Regions from separate parts of the Sus scrofa genome. Here regions 1 and 3 are each linked to region 2. A link is a contact called in public HiChIP or PLAC-seq data. All regions are on one chromosome and are shown on one strand. Each heading gives the region's core, a stretch centred on a gene start, on an enhancer-like site or on the middle of the called end of the contact. The rest is flanking DNA. Distances are from core to core; before and after follow the strand shown. Region 1 has its middle 29 kb from the start of AHR. Region 2 has its middle 160 kb from the start of AGR2. Region 3 overlaps BZW2 (basic leucine zipper and W2 domains 2).

Region 1 (3,349 bases), core at 138-2,637, 270 kb after region 2:
TTATTATTATTTCCACACACACACTTTTTTTTCCCACTGTACAGCATTTCTTTCAAAAAAATTTTATTTAAGAGCAGATTGGGAGGTACAGAGATTCCCCATGTCCTCCTGCCCCCACACATGCATAGCCACCCCTATTATCTGCATCACTTACCAGAATGGTAGATTTTTTTTTTTCCCCAAGGATAAACCTACATTGACATATCATAATGACCCAAAGTCCATAGTTTACCTTAACATTCCCTCTTGGTGTTGTATAGCCTATGGATTTTAACAAATGTATAATGATAATGTATCGTCACTATAACACAGAGTATTTTTACTGCTCTAAATTTCCCCCACACACACACCTTTTTCTTTTTCAGCTACACCCAAGGTATATGGAAGTTCCTGGAATCAAATCTAAGCTGCAGCTGCAACCTGCACCACAGCTGTGGCAACACTGGATTATTAACCCACTGCGCAACAGCAGGAACTCCTAAAATGCCCTTTTGATTATTTTTTCTGTGTTTGCATATTTTCTTTCTAGGTAACATTCCCTAGATTTACATTCCCTAATTTTCTGGTGTTCTAAAAACACAGTGTTTACTTTTACTATTAAGTTCATATTAATTTCTGCATCCAAAAGGTAAAATCTGAGTTTATATAAGTTTCGAACCAAATGTATTAGCACTTAAATGTCCCATTTGAGCTTCATTGTGTTTATTTATTTTCTTTATGGCACTTCGGTTCACAGCAATGATTTTAATCCAAAATATTGGCCTTTCAAAGTGCCAGTTCTACCATTTGTAATCCATACCCTACTTCTTCATAGAACACTGTTTGGTCTTATCTGTAAACTTAAGATGCCTTTTATTTCCCTGATAGTATTTGATTACATTTACCTATTGAGTTTTTAAGTGTTAAACAACATCTTTGTGTTTATATTAATAGGTGGTTCATTTTTTCTGAACTCCTTTTGGTAGAGTTGGTGATTCTACTCCAGTTCTTTTTAAACTCTTAAATTAAATTATAGATACATTTTTTAGCAAAGGAAAAAATTTAAATTTGAGGTTATACACTGCAAGCTCTAGAGTAAGTGAACCAAAAATTCAACTGTGTGACTTAATCATTTTAAAAGTGGTAGGCACTGTTTTGACTAGAAGTACAGTCATACCAGTGGGAAAGGATGTTTGAACTAGAAGGTATAGACATAAACTCATTTTAATTTCTGGGCATCATCCTTAGCTGTTTTATCAGATTACCATGTATAGCAACTTGCCATTCTGTGGTTAATCACTTCTAAGACTATAAATGTCGAGAAATGCCAGACTGTCACCTTAGACTCCAAAGTGTGAATGTTTTGTGTATATGTGGTTTCATACCCAAGTGAGTCATTCTGCCAAGAACCTTGAGAATATCAGTCCCGTCTAGACATTTCAATCTTAGTGACTGACACACCAGCCCTAGCATAAGATTATGTATCATTAGAAAGAGGATGTAGGTTTAAAATGGTTCTGTGCAAATACAGATATTTTATTCTTTAACCCACAAAATCTTGACTAGCCATTTCCTCTGCAAAACCTTTCCATTCCATTTTTTATTATCAATTGTATCAACAATAGCTCATCAGTAAACCTCTTATCTTTACAATAATCTCTGCCTGTCCTATTTGTATTTCCAGCATGTACTGTGATGCTTGCTTTAGTAATGTCATTAAAAATCTGTTGAATTAACACTGACTTCAAGAATTTACAGGAAAGCCATAGTGTTTGCACCTCTAGTATTTATTCCAACTGTTCTTTTCTTCAGTCTTTTCCCTAAGTATTTCTTGGAACTTCTAGGAATTAGTCACTGGTTTACACAATGTCGTCTTATTTTATTAACTAGCAGATATTAAATAGTTAGAATATATGAATGTTACTGTTATCAGATTCTTTGTTTTATAAGACAATCAAGTTAAATGCAAGATATTCCTCAAGTCTGGGGAAGTATTTTTGGGAATATCAGTCAATTTAGCATGAATAAATCTGCTTGTGATAGTCATGGTGATTAAAATGGAAGTTTGGAAAATACTCAAAGCTACCCCTTAGGCCCTAATCTCTAGAAGCTTTTAAATTTGGAATCAGCTGGTAAACACATTACGAATCCAACACACTTTTCGTTAAATATTTTGAGAGCAAGATATAGAAGGATATATACTAAAGATATAGCCTACCCAAAATTAAATGGATATTTTTTCTCTTTAGTGAGAAAAGGGCTAATTCTTCATTGGATGAGGACACAAAATTCCTTTGAAATCACCAAGAGTAGCATTCTTTAGAAGGATAGATATGAACACAAAAATTATAATGGTAGGTATAGTAGATGCAAACTATTGCAGTTGGAGTGGGTAAGCAATAAGATCCTGATAGCACAGGGAACTATATCTGGTCACTTGTGATGGAGGATAATGTGAGAAAAAGAATGTATATATACATATGAATATGACTAAGTCACTCTGCTGTACAGCAGAAATTGACAGAAACACTGTAAATCAACTATAATAGAAAAAAATTAAAATCTTATCCAAAAAAGGGGGGTAGGTATGAAAATGTATAGAAAGGAATATCCTATTTGTGTGGGGGAAGAGTATGATAGTACCTTTTGAGTTTTGAAAATATAAAAGAAAAATTGCCTAGTGCTTTAACTAGACCAAAATTCAGGCTGCTCTTCAGCTATATTGGCTGGTATAGAGCTGTTTCCCTGCTTTATTTCCCCTGCGCATTTTCATGGACAGTAGCCTCCTTAAAATCAGGCCACTAACTGGCAAATGCCCAGGGGTCTCCAGTTGTTAGGGCTTGCTTCGGTTCTGATTCATCTAGGCCCTTACAGCGTCCCCTGCTGGGATGTTTTTGCTTAGGTCTGACAAGCATGATGTGTGGCATGATTTAAGGCAAACCTGAATGAGTGTTCAGACCAGCACTCCAGGGAACAGACAGGACAGAGGACCCTGCCCCTCCACTGCCACTAGGCCAGCGTCCACACCTGAGGGACAGCTTCACTCCTCTCAACTCTAGTGCTCCACAAGAGATCTCCACTGCTCCCCAGTGACTCAGATATGACTCCTTTGTGTTTGCAAGCTACCTGCCCCCAGAAAGCAGCACCTTGTGCCTGTGGCATCTGTCTACCTCCTGCATATCCCCACAGTGTAAGCTCCATACTTCACACCCATGAAGCAGCAGGGCACAGAATGATCATCAGTCTACATGGTTGAGGTGACTTTGGTGTCAGGCAGGGGCGTGCCACACCCAAGCAGAAGTAGTGCCGCTAGCTTGGCCACAACTTGCTAAGACTGACCTTAATTCTCCCTTGAGGGCATCTCTTTAAC
Region 2 (3,300 bases), core at 647-3,146:
GCATGAAATTTTGAAATTTTTGATAGATACTGCTAAGTCAGTTTCTGTCCCATTTCTTCTTTCTAAGTTCTGGACCTCACATCAGTGTATTATGTTTGTCCATTTTACGTTTTATCTTAGAGCTCATTATTCAAAAGAGTTTGAATTCTGAGTCTGTAATCCACTGTATCCATAGTCTCTTTTGACTTCTGTTGCCTCTGTGCTTTGTGAATGGACCTTCCGTAGTTTCATCAAAAGCAGTGATGAAAAGGAGTCAATAGGACACAAAGGAGACTCCTGTGAATTGCTACTAGAAATCTCTTTAGATTGGTATTAATCTTTTAATTAGAATCATTACTAGTTGTCCAGTTACAAATTCACCTAATTATCCAAACACTCAGCCTGGTTTTTCCACCTTAAAGAATGTTATGAAACATCTCAGCCAAACTCTCGCTGAAAAATTCATGGGCTGCATTTCTTTATCACAGAGGAAAATAAAGTAATTCTTTATAACTGGTTTTTGGTATATCTGCCACATATTTCAGTCATCACTGCTTCCCTGTCCATTGTTTAGAAACCATATTTTAAATAATCTGTCCTAGAACTTTGTTATACAAAGCTGTTATTTCTAAATTATCTCTCCTTTTGGAAAAACTATAATGAATTCCTCATATCCAGCTTTTTTGCATTTTCTATACTTTATGATTATTAAATTATCATCATATTTCACTTTAAAACTCTCACTTGCCCTAGCTAGGCTTTCCCTGCTGTGACATTTCATTAATTTAGAGTTATTACATAATTATTTAAGTTTCTCTAGGGCAGGGACTACAGCCACCACTGACTTGGCCACAAAGCATATTTTGCTGTATTGAACAAATGACTCTCTTTCCTTATCTTGGCTTACCAAAGTCAATTCAAAATTTTTCAATCAGAAGATCATTTTATTTGTTATATTTTCCTGTAAATAACAGAAAACACAAAATCCACAGCACCTTCAACAAAATAGAGGTAAATGTGATCCCAGGTGAGCAAGGATCCATCTCCTCCTTTCTTTTTGCTCTGTCATTCTTATGCCCCGAGGTCCAACAAGCTGCTGGAGTTCCATCCATTACCTGTGTCTTCAAGGTAGCTGGAAGTAGAAGGGGCAAGGTGACTCACTGCTGAGACAGCTTTCTTTAAATAACCTGCTTATTCTTGCTTTCCATAACTTTGTCAAATGGCCACACTGAGCTGTAAGGGGCCACACATAGGTGTAAAATGTAATCCTTGACTAGGTTCATTGCAACTCTGGTGAAAGTTATTTCTGTTGCTTTGGAGATGAGAACAGCCTTTGGGTGGCATCAGTCAGCACTGCTAAAACTTAAGGAGAGAACAGACTAAATAGGTATTCAGGACTTCCTTCTTCATGTTCTTCCAAAAAATTTGTCTTAAGACAGTTTCGGAATTCCTGTTGTGGTGCAGCGGAAATGAATCCAACTAGTATCCATGAGGATGTGGATTTGATCCCTGGCCTTGCTGAGTGGGTTAAGGATTTAGCATTGCCATGAGCTGTGGTGTAGGTTGTACATGCGGCTTGGATCCCATTTTGCTGTGGCTCTGTTGTAGGTTGGCAGCTACAGCTCTGCTTCATCCCCTAGCCTGGGAACCTCAAAATGCCTCATGTGGCCCTAAAAAGAAAAAAAAAAAAAAAAAAAACGAAAGAGAAGACAGTCTCATATCTCTGACCAACTTTTTGCTTCAAGCATCAGTAATAAGCCCATTTTACTGACTGTAGAAGTGTATAGACATTTTACATCTTAAAATTTAGACTTCTTAACATGCTTTTCTATTTGTTTTTGTTGATGTTTCTATGTATTCATACTGGCTTCTTCAGCTTCCTCCTCTCTTTAGTTCTCTTTTGAGATTTGCAGTTACTCAATCAGAGCAGCAATTTTTCTGGCTTTCTAACCATGTCGAGTCACATTGATTTCCAGATGCTTAGGTCATGGACTTATGAATCTTTTTCCTCTATTTTCGAAAAGCTCTCTTCTGCACATTTTCAAGAGGATGTATCTAACTGGTAAGCGTTAGTCTTTTCCTGCCAGTCTCCTGCCCCATTTTATGCCAGTGGGATTGGACTGGAGCTTCCATTCTCTGCAGCCAGGGCTGGGCACCTCTCCCTGGCCTGGTCATTGTTCTCTCCTTGTGTTCACAGTGATTGCTCCCAGGATGGGCAAGTGATGCAAATCATGTCTTTTACTGAAGCCACTGCAGGGGGCCCTGCCCTTCCTTCTGAGATTGTTAGAAGCCATCTCTAGCACTACCTGGAGAGAAAGCGTGTCTGAGAATAGAGCCAACACAGGGGAAAGCATAGCAGATGGAGGACTGAAGTGAGCTTTCTGAGAACATCTTTTGAGTACCACTCCTTGTGCTGTATAAGCCAATTAAAATCCTTTCTCCCATTAAGCAAAGTTTAATTTTTGAAACTTGTACTTAAAGGAATCCTTTCAGCTTGGTTAGGTAACCTCTTCCTGGTTCTTGTTCAGTCCACTAGCCAGCCACTTTGAACTTATTTGTTAAAATGTACCTGTTTTATATGTTACAGATGACTCCACTTGTGCTAGTTGGATTACATAATGTGGATATGAAGTACTTACAGGTTACAACCTCTAACCAGTCAGTGTCTACATAATGGTGCTACTGAGAAATCATCAGGTTCCGTGTTTATATGAAACAAAGGATTGGTTTCAACTTGGACTCAATCTCACCAGTTTCTCTGCTGACTTTCTTTATTTTAGCATGGAAAGATCCTAGAGGCAATTGCCTAGAAACATGACTGTACTAGAGAGGGGAAAGTAGAAAGAGGCACAAATAATGCATTCCAGAGACCAACTGGGACCCAGGCAGTTTTCAGAATATTCTGAAGGAAATTAAAACCTCTTAAGAAACCAGTTAATAACATTTCAGTTCTCCAGAACTTGAACTTTGAGCAACTAGAAATTTTCAAATATTAATGAAAGGCCATGATATAATTAAGAGCCATTTCAACCTAGAATGGCAAGGGACGCAGGAGGAGGGAAGCAAAACTGACATTTGTTGAGCTTCAGCTAAGTGTGAGGCGTGGTCTAGGTTTCTGTTATGCAGAACTTGATACTAAAAACTTTGAAAGCAGAGGCATTTTCAAAGCCAAAACTGTCTTCCAAAGGGGAAATGGGAAGATAGTGTCTGGTATATAGGAAGCATTCAGTAACTAGTAGCAACTATGGTGATGATAGTGATGCTGACAGACACCTGGGTAAGGTAAACCTTCCCAGCACATTGAGGTTGGGTTCTGACACC
Region 3 (3,434 bases), core at 871-3,370, 280 kb before region 2:
CTCATGGCAGAGGGCAGGAACATAGACTGATGTGAGCCCTTCTGGTGCTTTAAAAGCTCACTTTCTCTGGCCAAAAGAAGTCACTGAGAAGCCTGGCAGTGGGGTGGGAAGATTTAGTCCACGTACGGGCTAGTTCTCCAGCTGTGAAGGCAGGTGTAGCAAGGAGGGGCTTCATTTAAACAAGTGTTTAAAGGAGAGGGGTTGAATGATAGAAACAAAGATACAGTCTATTACAACTTAGCACAAGACTCATCTCATTTAACTGTTCTTACAGTTTCTTCGTCTATATATATAATTGAATATGAAAAGCATAGGTGGCAGTTTCTACCAGAAACGCTGTAATCTCTGTGAGGACACAGTGACCGTCCACACTAGACCGTGCCTGCCTGGTATTTGCTGACTCGCAAATGAATGAGGAAATAGGGTCATTCTATCATCACGGAGGAAATTTTTGTTTCATTAACACATATAACAAAATGTTCTCTGTGTTAGCACATTTTGGGGAAAAGTAGCGTATTCTCAAAGTTTAGCAATTACCTCCCTCTGTAATATAGAAGCAAGAAAAGTACATATCAACTCTGAGGATAGAGGAGATGGGAAACATCATTTCCCCATCCCTGGAACAGGGAACACTGATCAAGACATTGGCCAGAAACTTTTCTAGGAGCTGAAGATACTAAAGAAATCAAACAACAGACCCTTGCCTTTATGGACCTTACATTCTATTGCAGGACAGGCAGGAAGTGAAATAAACAATTAAATACATGGTGTAAGAAAAAGTGAAAAGTGCTCCGAGGAAAACACTTAGTAGGAAGCACCGAGGTGCATCCATTGCACTATGGGAAGTCCTCTCTGATAAGGTGACATTTGTGTCAGGGAGTGAGCTATCTGGGGAGCTCCAGCAAGAGGATGCCAGATAAAGGCAACAGCAAATGCAGAGGCTTTGAGGCTTGATGTGTCAGGTCAGCAAGAGAGAGGGTACCTGGCAAGAGCAAAAGTGTAGACGATCAGCTAAGACTCATAGTGGGTCCTATATCATCCAGGAACTTTAGCCTTTATTCTGAGTAAGATAGGAAATTTGGGGAGACTTCTCTGCAGCATGTGCATAGTGTGATTTGGGGTTTTGACAGAATCACTGCCTGTTGCATTGGGAGTAGATTCAGGAACAAAGGGCAGAAGCAGAGAGACTGTAACTTAGGGATAAGGTGATAGAAGTTTTGTACCTGGGTAGGATTTTTCTAACAAATGCAGACCACGTTCCAAGTTTGTAAATGTCATAATCTGATTTACACTGATTTTGCCTCAGTTTAACCTCAATAGTAATTTTCACTATATTATGTATCATTCATAAGGACTTTAGATATCATTCATAAATAAACCACCAATAACATGTTTGACATATTACTCTAAACATAATCTTTGATCAGACTTTGTAGTCACATTCTTCCTAAGTTGAATATTGAATGCTGACATGAGTAGCAGAGTAATTATTGCCTTTGGGGATTGCATAGCTATGTCCTTAAATATTTCCTGCTGCGTAATATGGGTCAAGCTGCTTAACCTTGTTAAGACAGTTTATTTTTCTATGAAAATTAATATATTACACAAGTATGAGTAATCTGCCCACCACATCTTGGTTCACAGAAGAAATCCAATATTGAATTAGTTCCCTGCCCCTCAAATTTGGAGGACCTCTTCAAAGCTAGAACAGATATTGGTGACAACATTTCACTCAGGTTTGAAATGTTTGCTTTAACACAAATGCGTGTTTGATAGCTGCTCCCACCAGCTCTGCTCTGACATTTTGAAACTCATGACTCATCAAGGCAAATTATGGATGATGATATAGAGACTATTGAAATTTGAGTCATGACATAGAAGCCATCTGGATCTGTTACTATACCTGGTGGCAAACTCATGACAGTTTTTTCTGCTGAGATTTTTATTGAAGCCACATAGCCATTGACCACACACATGCACACTCAAATCTAACCATCATAAAAGTTTGGATCTATTTTGTAGACTCTGCAGCAGTCTGAAAAATGTAAGAGCTTGAAAACTGCCTTACTTTCTTAGTTGGGTGTTGGAGTCACACAGAATTAGAACATGACTAAGTGTTGTTACTAAGACTCTGCCAAACTGTGTAAGGTGAAATGGAAATGAGGGAAAAATATGACAGCAGCTATAGTGTATTGCTCTTTTTAAAAATTTCCAGCAGAATTATGTAATGAATTGAAGAGTTGATAGGGCAGGTTTACATTAGATCTGGCCATGAACATAATTTAGAGCCACCATCATTAACAGATATAACAAAAATTCTCTTTAGCTCTTGAGCTAGTTTTTTAGAATAATAGCATTTTCTTAGAATGTGAATAGAGGTCCTTGAGATGATAATAGTCAGTGTTGTTTTCTAATATCTTGAATCATTTCAACATTACAAAAACTAGCCTTTGTCTGTTAACTCATAATTAAGGAAACAGTGATTAATGGTTTTTTTCCTGTGAGTTTAAAACAATCCATATGTTATTCAGAGTTATCATGCTATTTGTATTTAATTTAGCAAGTTTAGCTCTGTATTTATACATGCTAATACTTTGATTAAAGTTAAAAAAAAAAGGGGAATAACAGTTTCCAAATGAGGGAAAGTAGTTTATGTAAGTTGCTTAGCATTTTCTATTCTCTTTCTTTGTCAGATTGCCTAATTTTGGAAGGTGCTTAGCAAATGCTAAAAATGTAAGCCCAAGATTTATTCTTTTGAAAAACCAATCCTTTTTTTTCCAAATAGGCGATATTCTAAGTGCTACTTTAATATGAAAATTTTGTTCTTTATGCTTGCTGGAATTTGAATAGCTTGTTGTATAACAGTATCTCTTTTCTCTCTCAGGAACTCTTTCCAGTTAACAGGCAGAGTGTGGATCATTTTGCTAAATACTTCACTGACGCAGGTCTGAAGGAGCTTTCTGACTTCCTCAGAGTCCAGCAGTCCCTGGGCACCAGGAAGGAGCTGCAGAAGGAGCTCCAAGAGCGTCTTTCTCAGGAATGCCCCATCAAGGAGGTGGGGACCGTGGGCTCACATTGCCGTGAGCCCGTGCAGCACCTTTACCTTCCTTTAGGAGACCTTTCTTTGTCTATTATTGTGAATTTGATGCTCTTTTTATACCATTAGCTCAATTTCAAAGTATTGATTCAGAATCCTCCAGGAAGTTCCAGAAATTAATGGTTATTTCCACACAAGGGGCTGTCTACCAGGCTGCTGTGGTTGTCAAAATATTTCATCTGTCCAAGAGATTTACTATTCATTATCAGTATGTCCCATTTTATGGTGCTTTCCCCATTTATTGCAGATTACATAATATGGTATTAAGTACTGGGTTAATGTATGTAAGTCTTAATTTTAAGGCAAACAAAAGGGTTGATTTTATATTCATATTACA

The links. HiChIP or PLAC-seq counts read pairs in DNA pulled down with a chosen protein or histone mark.
Region 1: a contact with region 2 is called in an H3K27ac HiChIP or PLAC-seq map of alveolar macrophages. The contact joins two enhancer-like sites. A contact is called at or near these places in 1 of 47 Hi-C or Micro-C datasets (embryonic fibroblasts) and 1 of 2 datasets of contacts at active chromatin or transcription factors (alveolar macrophages).
Region 3: a contact with region 2 is called in an H3K27ac HiChIP or PLAC-seq map of alveolar macrophages. The contact joins two enhancer-like sites. A contact is called at or near these places in 1 of 47 Hi-C or Micro-C datasets (embryonic fibroblasts) and 1 of 2 datasets of contacts at active chromatin or transcription factors (alveolar macrophages).

The regions. Positions count from the first base shown.
Region 1 is chr9:86,480,749-86,484,097 of Sscrofa11.1, forward strand. No RefSeq gene overlaps it. Among named protein-coding and RNA genes, the nearest start is that of AHR, 29 kb to the right of the region's middle. Within about 2 kb of position 1,388, at least 4 of the 83 cell types and tissues checked have an H3K27ac peak or open chromatin away from gene starts, as enhancers often do. A contact at or near this core is called in alveolar macrophages, where this site is marked.
Region 2 is chr9:86,212,000-86,215,299 of Sscrofa11.1, forward strand. No RefSeq gene overlaps it. Among named protein-coding and RNA genes, the nearest start is that of AGR2, 160 kb to the left of the region's middle. Within about 2 kb of position 1,897, at least 4 of the 83 cell types and tissues checked have an H3K27ac peak or open chromatin away from gene starts, as enhancers often do. A contact at or near this core is called in alveolar macrophages, where this site is marked.
Region 3 is chr9:85,932,616-85,936,049 of Sscrofa11.1, forward strand. It overlaps BZW2 (basic leucine zipper and W2 domains 2), which reads left to right. Exons shown (of 12, transcript NM_001245007.1): 8 at 2,885-3,055. Among named protein-coding and RNA genes, the nearest start is that of BZW2, 46 kb to the left of the region's middle. Within about 2 kb of position 2,121, at least 6 of the 83 cell types and tissues checked have an H3K27ac peak or open chromatin away from gene starts, as enhancers often do. A contact at or near this core is called in alveolar macrophages, where this site is marked.